Linked DNA regions of Zea mays: region 2 is linked to region 1. Evidence: chromatin contacts called from public Hi-C data. All regions are on one chromosome and are shown on one strand. Each heading gives the region's core, a stretch centred on a gene start, on an enhancer-like site or on the middle of the called end of the contact. The rest is flanking DNA. Distances are from core to core; before and after follow the strand shown.

Evidence for each region. Hi-C and Micro-C count contacts between places; a contact is called where the count stands out from the background.
Region 2: a Hi-C map of ear shows a contact between it and region 1, with 2.3 times the contacts expected there. The contact joins the promoter of LOC100281089 here to the promoter of LOC100272289 in region 1. A contact is called at or near these places in 3 of 25 Hi-C or Micro-C datasets (ear, endosperm and leaf).

What each region holds. Positions count from the first base shown.
Region 1 is chr9:141,869,781-141,876,815 of Zm-B73-REFERENCE-NAM-5.0, forward strand. LOC100272289 (nitric oxide synthase interacting protein) reads right to left here and starts at 3,598. Exons shown (of 5, transcript NM_001146776.2): 1 at 3,124-3,598; 2 at 1,899-2,012; 3 at 1,728-1,809; 4 at 672-937.
Region 2 is chr9:142,047,294-142,054,328 of Zm-B73-REFERENCE-NAM-5.0, forward strand. LOC100281089 reads right to left here and starts at 3,151. Exons shown (of 3, transcript NM_001154008.3): 1 at 2,773-3,151; 2 at 828-1,421; 3 at 1-690. The coding sequence starts at 3,024.

The DNA of each region.
Region 1 (7,035 bases), core at 2,348-4,847:
GGCAACTACAAGAGGCGTACTATTTTAGTGACCAGTGGCTAATGAACATGGTTGCTGATAAAATGTACTTTAGCAAACAAACATATATTTGCGGGTACAGTGAGTAATGGCAAGGGTCAAATGTTTGATAACGAAACTACATACAAGACCACGAATCAAGACAGTACCGATCCAAAAAAGATAGACAATTTAATCCAAAATATAGGTACGACCTTGCAAAGCAAAATCGAACTCTAGGCGAGATCATGTTGGCCCAAAATTCATGGACACACTTGGCGTTAGGGGGTGTTTGGTTCTCGCTGCCTAAATTTTAGTGACAGTTAATTTTTTATCCCTAAATTGTCAAATTATATAACTAATAAATTAGGTCTCCTACATAGATACTATAGTGACTAAAATTTAGTATCTAAAGGTTAGAAAGGTGACTAAGGGAACCAAACAACCCTAATATCGGCAGAAAAATCATCAGCCGGCTGAGCCTTACACCACTGATATACTAGCCTGAGTCCCATTCTTCCCACAAATACTGTGAAAGTCTGCAGCCTTTTCTCCTCCCTGCCATCGCGCACCCTACTCTACTCCCCCAATAGCCCAACCAACCACCCCCTAAAGCAAGTACGCAATTAACAAGACAGAGAAGTAATTAAAGAGCGTGAACTGTTGCCGCCTACCGCTTGATGTCCTTCTTCTGGTAGAGGAGGCACTCGAGGATGCACTCCTTACAGAATGTGTGGCCCTTGGGGCAGCAGAGCGGGCCGATGAGCGGCTTGAGGCAGAGGCAGCAGGCGTCGAAGGGCTTGATGGAGTCCTTTCCCAGGCGCTCCCGCTGCGTGCCGTACCCGAGCTTCCGCTTCTCCTCGTACGTGAAGAAGGCGAGGTCGTTGTTGTTTTTCGAACTAGTAACTTATGCGCGCCTTGGCGCGCGTTGTGTTCGTTGCTGTTATACAGGTGCATTATTATTTTTGTATACTTCAAGCAAATTTAAGATGCAATTCTTCGTTGCTGTTATACAGGTGCATTATTATTTTTGTATACTTCAAGCAAATTTAAGATGCAATTCATATAGAAAAATTGCAAGGCAGCTATTTCTGGGCTCGTAAGTGATAGTTCCTTCTGCCAAATACACATGATATGTTAGACATAAATATTGAACTACGTGTAGAACTATTTTCTTGTTTGAAATATCATGTAAAAATGGTTGGGGCTAGTAATTTGTTTCACAACAAACAGGAACCATAGATAAACCATTGGAACATTGAACGTAAAAAACAAATGCAAAACCATACACTAGGATTAAGGTTGCAGATTAAGGTCGCAGTGGAAATATCTACGCTAATGCATGTGACTCAGACCTTGAAATATTTGAAAGCACCAGTTTTGGATTTCAGTCTCTGAGAAGGGCTTCCCTCTGCTTTTCATCAGATAATAGACCGCGTTCCTCAAATCACAACAAATACTATAAACTTTAGTGGGCTATGAATTGTCTATACCATAAACTAAAAAACCATTCTCTCTTATGACCTCTTTGAGCTTCACAATGTTTTTATGGTTCATTTTTCGCATGGACTGAATAAAAAAATAACTCAAAAGAATGGCACAGAACATTATAAAGATTATACAGGTTGTGCAGTCTCTGCAGCCTGTGTATTTGCTCTGCAACTATTCGAAAGGTTGTTAAGTGATTAGCACTATTCATTTCTTCTTTTTTGACAGAATCTAGTAGTTACCTTCACAAATCCTGCTTGGATGCCTCAGATGTTAGTTGTCCTAAGCAATTTCTTCTTGCAACTTCTCCACAATGGTTCATTTCTGTCAAACAGAAAATATTTTCATTTAGTTCACTGCAAGATCAATGTTTTCTTGGGGCATTGTAATAACTGACAAAGTTGTAAACAAACCTCAGGATCATCTAATAACCGAAGGGGAGCAGAGTCAGATTGTAGAAGGCCATTCACAATCTCATTACAAATTTCCAGAGCAGATATTTTTGTCACAAATTTCCTCTCAGGAGTCTTAAAAAGAATAATTATGAGTTATAACAGCTACACGCATCTTAGAAAGCAATATACCATAGCAGCAAAAGGCAATGGCTTCCTAAGATTTATGAAGCTCACATTTCGAATCAATTACATTGAGTAGCTTGAATAAAAAAACAAAAGTTATTTACAACAAAATAATATCCGTTTAAATAGCAAGGTGTAAGCAATTCTAGATGGGAAAAAATAGTGTTATGTGTTACAATATTTTGTCAAAATGAAGTGGCAAAGACATACACACAGCATACAATGGTGTCATTGTATCCCGGAATCCACGAAATGCACCCTAAGCCGCAAGCGGCACTATGATCGGTGGAGCACCAAGTGGCATAAGTGTAAGTTGCCAAAATGTGAGGTATGGATTCTACTACATTAAATACACCCTAAAATGCAATGTGTTGAGGACCACAAAGTTTGAGTGGATACATATTAAAGATTATAACGTGGAAGGGTTATATGAAACAAATATAATTAGTTATTATATTCGTTGTTATACTTAGCTGACTGAATGAGTCAGGAGCAGTATGTCTGTAGACAAATGTGGCCCGAAATCAACTGGCCTATCATCGCTCTATAACTGCATAATCTGAAACTGGTGCATAACTTCAGTTTTTGGAACCGAAGCAGACTTTGACAAGATCACACCCTAAAATGCAATGTGTTGAGGACCTAAAACAATTGTGGCTAAAGAATATGTATTATTCAATCAAAGGAAAGAATCTATATTCCACGATGGTGTATTTTAGATTCTTTCCTTTGCTTATTCTATAACTTCAGCACTCATCCAAGTAAAGAATAAACATGAGAGTTTAAAGGAAAGAATATATATTCATCCCAAGAAGCCACCATCGGATGAATATAGATTCTGCACTTTGATTCTTTCCTCTGTATTATTCTTCCCTTCGCTTATTCTAAAACTTCAGCATTCATTCGAGGAAGCAATTACAGCATTCGTCCCGCCCGTGGGGGCACCATAGGTGCTGTTTGTGACGCTCACAAAAAGCACCTCGTCGTGCATCGGGGCTGTACCACCTCCCGGAACACATCCACCTCGTGCTCAGAGCCAGCGGAAGAGAACAGTTCGTACCTGCGGGAAGCGGTGAGACGAAGTCGAAAACTGCTTGAGCGCTGGAAGACTGCATCTCCGAACTCCTCGCTCCAGGTCGCCGAAGCCGGAGCCGGAGCCCGAGCGAACTCATCACCGGCCACTACCGGGGGCGACCTCGCCGGAGTTCCTTTTTTTTACCTATCTCAACGCCCCCTCGGTTTCCTGAAGCACCTGGAAGTCTCCAGCGGTGTGGAGAACTCGGCACAGCCACCTTCGTCAATTCTAGAATGCTCCGGACGCCGGAGGAATCGAACAGACACAGAGAACGCTGGTGTGGATGAGCTGCATCCGTGGCCGTTGATGCAGCATCTTGCGGCTGGGACAAAACATGTTGACGTGGATCAATGTGGGGGCAGATTTTGTACCGGCTTTGTTATATAGGAAATGCCGCTGCGGCATCTTCGCTCGTGCCTCGAATCGTCTTAGCTCGAGAAGGTATTCGCTCGCTTGGAACCCAAGATTTGTTTGACGCGGGGAAGGCAAAGCGGCGAGGCGGATTAATATAGTGACGAGAGGAAGACGGACCTCGAAACCCGCCGCTACCGTCCGTGCACACAAGTGGGCTGGGCCGAGCGGGGTTGACCGTAGGCCGTACGCCGTAGATGTTTTCGGAGTATTGGATAAAATTCCAGAAAAACAAATCAGATGTTAACTGTCCAAACAAAGTGGTAAACTCTATATTGCTACGATTTCTGTTATTCGATGGATATAATTTAGTTTAATAAAGCATAAAAGTATGTGTTCTATTTATTAGATAGGTGTGAATGTAGAGCCAACATTTAAGGTTTGAATCTTTGTGCATAATTTTAACTTATTTTTTCATACAGTACGAAGGCCATAACGACCTTGAAAACTGGTGTTGTTTATAGTCGATCGAGACGAAAAGATATGGTCTTTTTAGAAATAGTTAGGGAGTGAAATGGTTTGTTTAAAATATAATATATTTTTTAAAATCCTCTTGACTTTATTTATGTGTTAGTTTACACAATTTGCATCAACAGATTGGTTTACGTGCAATATGTTCCTAACTCTACTTTGTCTAATGTTCTATATTTTGAACTCTAATTTATCTATAATATCGTTTAATGGTGATAATAGTTTGACTTTAACTTAATAGTTTTATATCTGGTTCTGAACATTCTTTCATCCAATAAACATACCCATAAACACGCAAGTCAAACTCGAAAGTCAAGTCAAGTCAGATGCAGATGGTTAAGTTTGATTGTTTCTTTTATCTTTTAAAAAGGATGTTTAATTTGTCATAATTACAAAAAAAGGTACGATCATGTCAAAAACGGTCTTTCGAAATAAATTATCAACAGTTCTGTCGGCGTTTCGAGACAGGGGGGTCCCTAAGCCGACGAGTGAGTGTGCTGCGTGCCCCAGTCCAGATGGGTCGAGCGCGTGGGCGAGCGCGGAGGGGGGAGAGGCGAGGCGGCCGGAGCCGAGCGTGAGAGAGGTGGAAGTCCCGCGGCCTTCGTGTTCGTCCCGCGCCCAGGTCAGGTGCGCTTGCAGTAGGGGGGTTACAAGCGTCCACGCGGGTGAGGAAAGCGAGCGGCCCCAAGAGAGCGCCTGTCCCGTCCTCGGTCCCGCGCGGCCAACCTTCTCTGAGAAGGCCCTGGTCCTTCCTTTTATAGTTGTAAGGAGAGGATCCAGGTGTACAATGGGGATGTAGCAGAGTGCTACGTGTCTAGCGGGGGGAGAGCTAGCACCCTAGGTACATGCCGATGTGGCAGCCGGAGAGATCTGGGCATCCTGCTGGCGTGATGTCGTGGCTATCGGAGGTGCGGCGGAGCCTGATGGAGGGACAGCTGTTGGGGCGGTCGAGTCCCTGCTGACGTTGTCCTGCTTCCGTAAGAGAGCTGGGGGCCGCCGTCGTCATAGAGCTTGTGGAGCGCCATCATTGCCCCTCTGGCGGAGCTGGCCAGACGAGACGCCGGTCTTGTTCTCCGTGACCCGAGTCAAATCGACGCTTGTGTACTTCTATCTTCAAGTTTTGTCAGACGCTTGTTGCCTTGCTTAACATGTGCAACACAGCCAAATGTACGAAGATGACTGACAGTAGGTTTTGTTCCATGCCATACCTCATATGGAGTGCTCCCTTCATTTCCTTGAGTGGGTGATCTGTTCAGTATGTATACAGCCGTTGCCACAGCCTCCCCCCATAACCAGTTAGGGAGATTCATGGCTTTTAGCATGCTCCGCGCCATTCCCATGATGGTTTGGTTTCTCCGTTCCACCACTCCATTCTGCTCCGGCGTGTACGGTGCTGTCAAGTGTCGCTTGATCCCTTCACTGCAGCAATGCTCGATGAAAGCTTGTGCTGTGAACTCTCCGCCTCGGTCCGTACGGAAAGTTCCCACCTTTCTTCCCGCTTCCACCTCAGCTCTTGCCTGAAAGGACTTGAACGCCGACCCAGGGCCGTTCCTGGTTTTTCGGGGGCCCAGTGCGAAATTCGATATAGAGACCCATCCACACACAAATATATATAATTATATATATATCACCGAATATTTGACGTATAATAAACAGACATAAAATATAGCAAAAAAACACTTATTTGTTATATGATATCATTAAAAATATCTTCTAATATTTTGTGATACAAAGTCATCGCTTATATCATCGAGATCAATCTCATCCAACAACTTTTTTTCGATATATAGAATCGCCAAACCATTTAACCTCTCTTGAGTTATTGTTGACCATAAATAGTTCATAATTTTTTTAAATTTTAAAAAGCTTCTCTCTACCGAAGCAACCATCATATGTATAGTTTATAATACTCTCTCTATATCAAAATATAATATGTTTTGCTTCTTTAGTGGATTTATCATCATCAATATAAACATAAAAATTAAGAGCTAAACCAAATATTATTTTGAAACGGATGAAGTATTCGATAAGTAATTGAGACATTAGTTTAACAATATAAACGAGACTAGTCGATAACTCGATAGCGCATCGCTTTTTGAGTATTTGTGTCTAGAATAGATAGATTTAACAAAAAAATGCTAGCGTCCAGTGGCTAGGGGGCCCTCTGTTTTTGGGGGGCCGGTGCGGCCGCACCCACGGCACCCCCTTAGGGACGGCCCTGCGCCGACATCGCTCCCTCCTTGGAACGCAGAAGAGACACCCACATGTACCTACTCAGGTCATCCACCAAAAGAAAGAAAAACCTGTTACCGCTCAGTGTCGATGGGGTCAGAGGCCCGCAAAGATCCCCATGGATCAGCTCGAGCTTGCTCGTCGCACGATAGCCTGCCTCTCCTGGGAAGGAAAGTCGACGCTGCTTCCCGGCGAGACAGCTATCACAGACATGATCAGCGTGATCAATCTGTGGCAGCCTGCGCACCATTTCTTCTTCGGCTAGACGTCTCAAGCTTCGAAAATTAAGGTGTCCAAGGCGTGCGTGCCACCTCCACGCTGCGTTGCCTCCTTGTGCAGCGAGGCAGACTGGCTTCGCAACGTCGAGATCCAGCTCGTACAGCTGGTTCACCGACCGTGGCACACTTGCCAGTAGCCGATGCTGAGTATCCCAGATCTTAAGACACCCGTTCAGCATTAGAATCTTGTGTCCACCTTCTTCCAATTGTCCAAGGCTCACGATGTTCGTGGTGAGCCTCGGAATGTAGTAAACTCCCGTCAGAGTCTTGTGGTCACCATTCCGGCAGTGGAGAAGAATGGATCCACGACCACAAATGGTCGTGACTAAACCATCGCCGAATCGCACTGTACCTTGCACCTTCTCATTTAGCGAGGAGAACGCAGAGCGCTCACCTGTCATGTGATTCGTGGCTCCCGTATCTAGGATCCACCGCGCCTCTTCCGTCACTTTGTCACCAAGCTGAACGTACAGCTTGTCCTCCCTGAGATGAACGACTTGGTGCA
Region 2 (7,035 bases), core at 1,901-4,400, 180 kb after region 1:
CACGAACGCGCACGGCGACTCGCCCCACCGCTCGTCGGCCCTGGCGACCACCGAGACCTCGAGCACCGCCGGGTGCGCGCACAGCACCTTCTCCACCTCCAGGCTGCTGATGTTCTCCCCTCCGGAGATGATCACGTCCTTCATCCGGTCCCTCACCTCGACGTACCCGTCGGGGTGCTTCACGCCGAGGTCGCCCGAGTGGTACCACCCTCCCGCGAACGCCTCCGCGTTCGCCCTGGGGTTCTTGAGGTACCCCTTCATCACGGCGTTGCCCCGCAGCACGATCTCGCCGTACGACTTGCCGTCGGCCGGGACGGGCGCCATCGTCTTGGGGTCCACGACGTCCAGGCCCTCCATCGCGATGTACCTGACGCCCTGTCGGCAGTGCAGGCGGGACCGCTCCTCCAGCGGCAGCTCGTCCCACTCGGGCTTCCACGCGCACACCGTCGAGGGACCGTACGTCTCTGACAGGCCGTACGTGTGCGTGACGCGGAACCCACGGATGGACAGCGCGCCCAGCAGGGACGGCGTCGGGGCGGCTCCGGCCACGTTGACACTGACGACGCGGGGCAGCGGCAGGAAGGTCTCGCTTGCCGGAGCGTTGATCAGGTTGTTAAGGACGACAGGTGCGGCACAGAAGTGCGTCACTCCTTGCTTCGTGATGCCTTCGTATATGGCTTTTGTGCTCACCTGCAAAGTGCGAAATGGTGTTTCAGAAATCAGAATCACCAAATAATTGAGTAGTATATGTAGCTAAAATTAAATGTACCCTGCACAGGCATTTAGGACCAGAATGTCCTCCCTACAGGAACATATGGTTAGCATACCTGGCGAAGACATATGCTTGTTCCGCAGAACGCTGCCAGCGCCCAAGTGTAGCACCAACCATTGCAATGGAACATGGGCAGAGTCCACAAGTAGACAGCCCCTTCAGGCATCCCCCACACGATGGCAACGCTGAGTGCCATGAGATAAGCACCGCGGTGATGCAACACGACGCCCTTTGGGCTGGAAGTAGTCCCAGAAGTGTAGCCTAGGGCGATGCTCTGCCACTCGTCCTTCGGTGGCTTCCAACTGAACTCCGGGTCACCGGTTTTCAGAAACTCTTCATACTCTATGGCTCCCTTTCCCAGAGCATGCTGTAGAGACTTGGGATCACAGGTTGGGTCGCCGATGACGATCAAGATTGGAGGCCGCCTGAAAGCCGATGTCTTCTTCTTGCCAATTATTTTCAGCGATTCTTCGGCTAGGGTGCAGAATTCTTGGTCCACCATCACAACTTCTGCCACGGAGTGTTCAAGGAGGAATGCTATTGTCTCGGCGTTTAGCCGAATATTGACGCAGTTCACAACAGCTCCTGACATTGGGACACCGAAGTGAGCTTCATAGACAGCCGGGACATTAGGAGCTATCACAGCAACCTAAGGAAACCAAAACAAATCAGTCGGTATCAGTAAAGCAACATTTGTATAAAGATAATAAAAAAAGACACACTGGAATACGGTAAGTACCCTAGGGACCACGTAACCAGAGTGTTTATGTTAGTAGCTAAATGGATCATCCAGTTATATTTTTATTAAAATTAGTTTTGTTGCAAACGTGCAGCAACCACACAAATTAACATATACACCATCTGTCACTTGTTGAGTGCCATCTAGATTTCTGTGCCTGTGTCGGTTCGCTTCGGATTAAAGCTGGTTGTTTGGATTACTGCAGCTACAATCCATAAAGACAAAAACACTGTATAATCAGTAGAAGCCGGTACAGATTAAAGTCATATATTAGTAACATTTGTACCTCCAAATAATGGTATTATAAAAATATATGCAACGATCAATCTAATGATACTTCGTAAGTCTCAACAGAGTGACAGAGACAGAGAGGCCAATGTCATGGATAAGACAAAAATAAGATAAGCTTATCTTATTTTGACTAGAAACAGTAGGATTGCCGTATTTCATTTTGCTGAGCAAAGCAACTAGAGTAAGAGATCAGTTCAGGCACCTTCTAGAAGTAAGGGGTATACGTATACCACATTCTGCAGCCACTTGCTGCTGATATGGACTAGACAATTCCACTACATGCTGAATAGGCAAATGAACTATCTGGAACAGGTAATCCAGCATAAATAGCATCTCATCAGAAGAACATAAATAGCGCAAATCAAGCCTATCACTTAACTGCAGCGGTCATCAAACAGGGAAGATCTCAATGCTTAACAGAAGATAACAACTTCTCCAGAGCGGGAGAGCAGGGGAACCTAACGCGGCATGATCATAACATTAATGCCAACTAAGATGCAACACGAAGGGATTGGCTGCAAATTAGGGCCGTATACAGCAATCAGAAAAACTACATATTTTTTAAAATAAAGCACCTGAAAAGAGAGAGAGAGAGAGAGAGAGAGAGAGAGAGATCATGGGGATAACTACACATAGCACACCAGTTTTTTTTTCTTTTCTTTTTTGAAGTAGAAAAGAGTACATGTCCATCTTGCACAGGTAGCAATCAGGGAAAGGGCCTCCTGGTTATTGCAAATGGCTCATCTTGCATAAAAAAAGGCTACTGAAATTCTAATCACTGTACGCTCAGGTCCTGTCCAAATCTCCAAGGTAGCATAGTTGAAAACTAAGTTCTCTACTCCATAAAAAAAAAGTACCAAAAAACCCGACACAGTCCACATGTGTCGATCTATGTGCACGGGGGGAGAAATCATAAATTGCTATTAAAAATGAGGAAACAGAACCAGAGAAGGAAGTTGAGTAAACTCACCGTGCTTCCGTGGCCGACGGATAGGCGCGCGAGGGCGGATGCGAGGCGGCGGCAGCGGCGATAGGTGTCAGCCCAGGTGTAGCGCACGGGGCCGTGCACGACGGAGGCCCTGCCCGGATGCGCCAGCGCCGCGCGCTCGAGGAACCAGAGCGGAGTGAGCGCCGTGTAGTTGGCGTCGTTCCGCGGCAGATCGTCGATGTCCCGCTCCGGCGCCGCGAACCCGCTCACCGGTCCCGTGGAAGTGGAACCCATCCTCCTCTCCCTCGCTCGCTCTCTGTCTCTCTCGCTAAAACTGTGACGAGTCGGACACTAGAGAGTACCGATCAGTGTCGAAATTGTGATTAGAGAGAGTGAGAGAGTGGAATGGGAAGAGGAGGATACCAACCAGGCGATGTTCACAGGCATTTATAGTTCCGAGAGAAGTGAAGTCTCGCGCGGCGCCGTGCGGGCGACTTGTACGCCAGAACCACCGTCCGATGAGTAACGGGCGGTCGGGATCTGTCTAGCGTGGGAGGCAGCGGACTTTCAATTGGAGTTGGCCTTCGCAACCACATCACTGGCACGGGTCCAGCGGAATGGGCCGGACGAGCCTTTACGTGGGGACGGGCACGTGTACTGGCGTACTTGTGTCGAGCCCTGTGGCGGCGGGCCCATGGGCTGTTGAGGCTGGTCAGTTTAGCCCACATAGATCAGTACGATTTCTCGATTCCATTCCCCCCTCCCCCTCCTCAAAGTTGACAGAATGCTACAGATTGCTGCTAGTATCCAAAATCCCTAAAAGCCTCAATTATCCTCATGCTTGGCCGTTTTTGCTAGAGCAGCCGCAAGCTGCAAGATGACTGTCGATTTTTGTCCTCGTTTCCGCGCCAGCTGATGCATGTGCATGACAGGACAGCTGACAATCCCTGACGCAGTGCCAAGCCGTGCTGATGCGAGTGAGGTAAGGGATGATGCAAGCGGCGGCAAGTGGCGGTATCCGCGTGCTCTGCTCTCCTGTCGTGGTTCAATGCACCGGTCGAATGCTGGTATGCAACGAATTAAGGGCTAGTTTGGGAGTCCAAATACCGGAGGGGATTAGAGGGGCTAAAATCCCCTCCTTATTTAAAATTGAATAAGGAGGCAATTTTATCCCCTCCAATTCCCTTTGATTTTGTGGCTCCCAAACTAGCCCTAAGGGTAGCAAATAGGTCTATTTGTTTCCCTTCATTTTAATAAATTAGAATATAACTAATGAAGAAGATTTTTTTATAATATGTCATTTTCATAACTTTCCGAAGTATTTATATAAGTCTATTTCAAACTCATAAAGTGTGAGATAAAAATTGATTTTATAGATAACATGCTATTTTTCTAATGTATAATTTATAGCATATTATTCTACTTTGTTCTCTATAATATAAATGTAGCGTATAACTATCTTTCTAATATGGTTTAGGATAATTTACAAATATATTAATTTAATTAGTTTATGTCTAAATTATAATTATTAGAATGAAATTCAATTCCAGCAAAAACAAACGGAGCCTTATGGAATCGGTGAACCTCGCTACGGTGCAAAAATGAAGTGCCCAAATACACCGACGATTTGAGAATGTTGCGGACTTGCGGTCCTACTGAAAGTTCAGCAATGCCCGTTTGTATTCTTGAAATTGGTATCTATCCTAATGATCTAATGATTATAAGTTATGCATTGATTGATTTATTTACTATAATATATATAGTATATATTGTTATTGGTATATAAGAAATATATTTATTATAAGAAATATATTTATATGCTATACTTCAATAGTTAAAGAACAAGTTCAAGAGTGTACTGAAGTTGTATAGTAGAATGTCGCATCATAATCCATAGAATCAATTTCTAACTCTCGCGCTATATAAATTTAAGATATGTTTGCATCTAAACTTTAGAAAGTTATGCAATATCAAATTCAAGTCGAGTACTTTAATCTATTAAGTACATTTTATTTGCTCTAAGATAAAAGGATCCAAACGATCTCTGATTGAATTGTAGTCAACGTGGGTTTCATCATTCTTGATTCAACTTGGCGCCAAAAATCTGTTAGGATATCTAAAGAAAAATGATATATCTTTAGGGTGCATACATATTCTATCCTAGTAGTGTGTTGCCATATTTTTCTCATTGGACTGTATATGCTATTGGAATTCATTAAGGACATATCTATGGGTGTTGCAAGCTAGTTAGACTATATATCCAGCCACTGGCGCCTACATTAGAGCTGTAGTTTAGCTTTAAATTCAATCTATCAAGGACAGTATTGCCAATCATCTATTTGTTGAACCTCACCTTTGTAATCGATCCAGTTGATTACAACTTCCCTGTTCTTGCTTGTGCTCTCGATTACAATTACAGGAATAGGCCTTCTTGGTGAGGTCATACGTGTGGCATTGGTGACATCAAATGAAGCAGTACTGTAGTGATCACGATAAGTCATTCACTCAAAGCCTGGGATCATCAACATCGAGATCTCTTTTATAATCAACTTACATTTTGGAAGATCGGGCCTAATCCTTCTATCACCTTATAATCAATTACCAGAGTTGACAACAATCACCAAGCGCTCAATGACCCCACAAAGCTCACAGATGGCTAGGTGACGACAATCACCAAGAGTGACATGAGAATAACTAGCCCGAACTGCTCAAGTAGGGTCATAAGATGCAAGAACTAAATATAATGTAGTAGGAACTCTCTAATCTCACCCAAAAAATGATCTAAAGTATGAAATTAGAGTATGTTTCTCAGCATTTAAATAGATGTGCATAAGTGTGTAGGGGTGCCAAGCCTATGGCCAAAGCTCGCCATAAAGTCTATATAGAAAGCCTAAAGAAATCCAAGTATTATCCTCTTGGTGGCCTCACTGCAGGGCACCAGACATGTCTTGTGCATCAACAGTGCCCGCACCGAACACATAACTAGGTTTGGTAGCAGACACATCTGATGTTTGTTAGAGATTATGAAGTTAATTTACATGCTCTCTAAGTTCCCTAATTATAGAACATGAACATCCAATCTAGATCCAACAATGTCTGTTATTTTTGCATTCCTATCCTCCATCTATGGAGAGAATAGACAGAGGGCAATATTGGAGGGTACAAATAAAAAATGATAGAAATCATTAGATCTAGATTGGATGATTGCATGGTTATATCCAATAAATAATTATATAGGATATATTCTTGAATACAAGACGAGAGGGGAGGCTCTATTTGCTCATTGCTAGTCAACACTTGCTCTCCTGTTCTTCTCTCATATATCACAGACTAAACGTAGCCACATGGTCAGCCATTGGACACCATAAGGCCTCAAGGTCCAATCAGTAAGGCATATACATCATATGTACAAAATTATCCCGTACCTATACTCACCACGGGCTGCAGGTATCCATACCCACCAATATTCTAGCAGACATGATTGTTTTAATCACAACAGTACCAAATATAGAATATTAAAGCTTTATATTTCATCAATAATAAAAGATACTAAAATAGCATATTACCTTTATGTCTAGCATAACAAATTCATTGAACTCAACATAATCTTATCACAAGTTTGCTAACATTCAACATTAAATGGCAGCAATGCCATTAGATCACATAAAATATAGTACTCATAGCCTAAAAGAGAGTTGTCAACAACAACATACAACATTAGGACAGTTATCCAATTATTCAATACATATACTTAATATTTGAATATTTAAGGCAATGCGTAATATTTAAGATTTAAGACGTGCAAGTTGTTGTAGCTTAAGATGCATCCTTCATTTATTTCCTTCCAATTTCATATGGAACAATTTTAATAATACGGATATACATATATGGGTTAGCGGGTTTCGCATCGAGTAACAGGTATGGACAAGAGATCCCGTACACATGTCTACCACATTCAATAGATATAGTAAAATATCCAATAAAATACCTATGGACATCAAATTCCGCTATACATGTATCCTAACGGGGGTTTTACCCATCTAATCTTATATCGGTTTCGGATACTCCCATATCTACCTATACCTCATGGAGTTATGATGATGAGCTGAGCTACTGTCCTATCCCGAACAATGGATGTCGAGCCCAGGCTTGCATTGGTAGGCGCTAGCCCAGGACGTGTTCAATCTCTTCTATATCGTCGATTACGTGTGCCGCCGGCCCGCAGCCCAGTTAAACCAACTGGAGCCCAAGGCTGGATTCCACACCAGCCAGCCTCCAGAAGGGAGCAAGGTGGCGATCGGTATT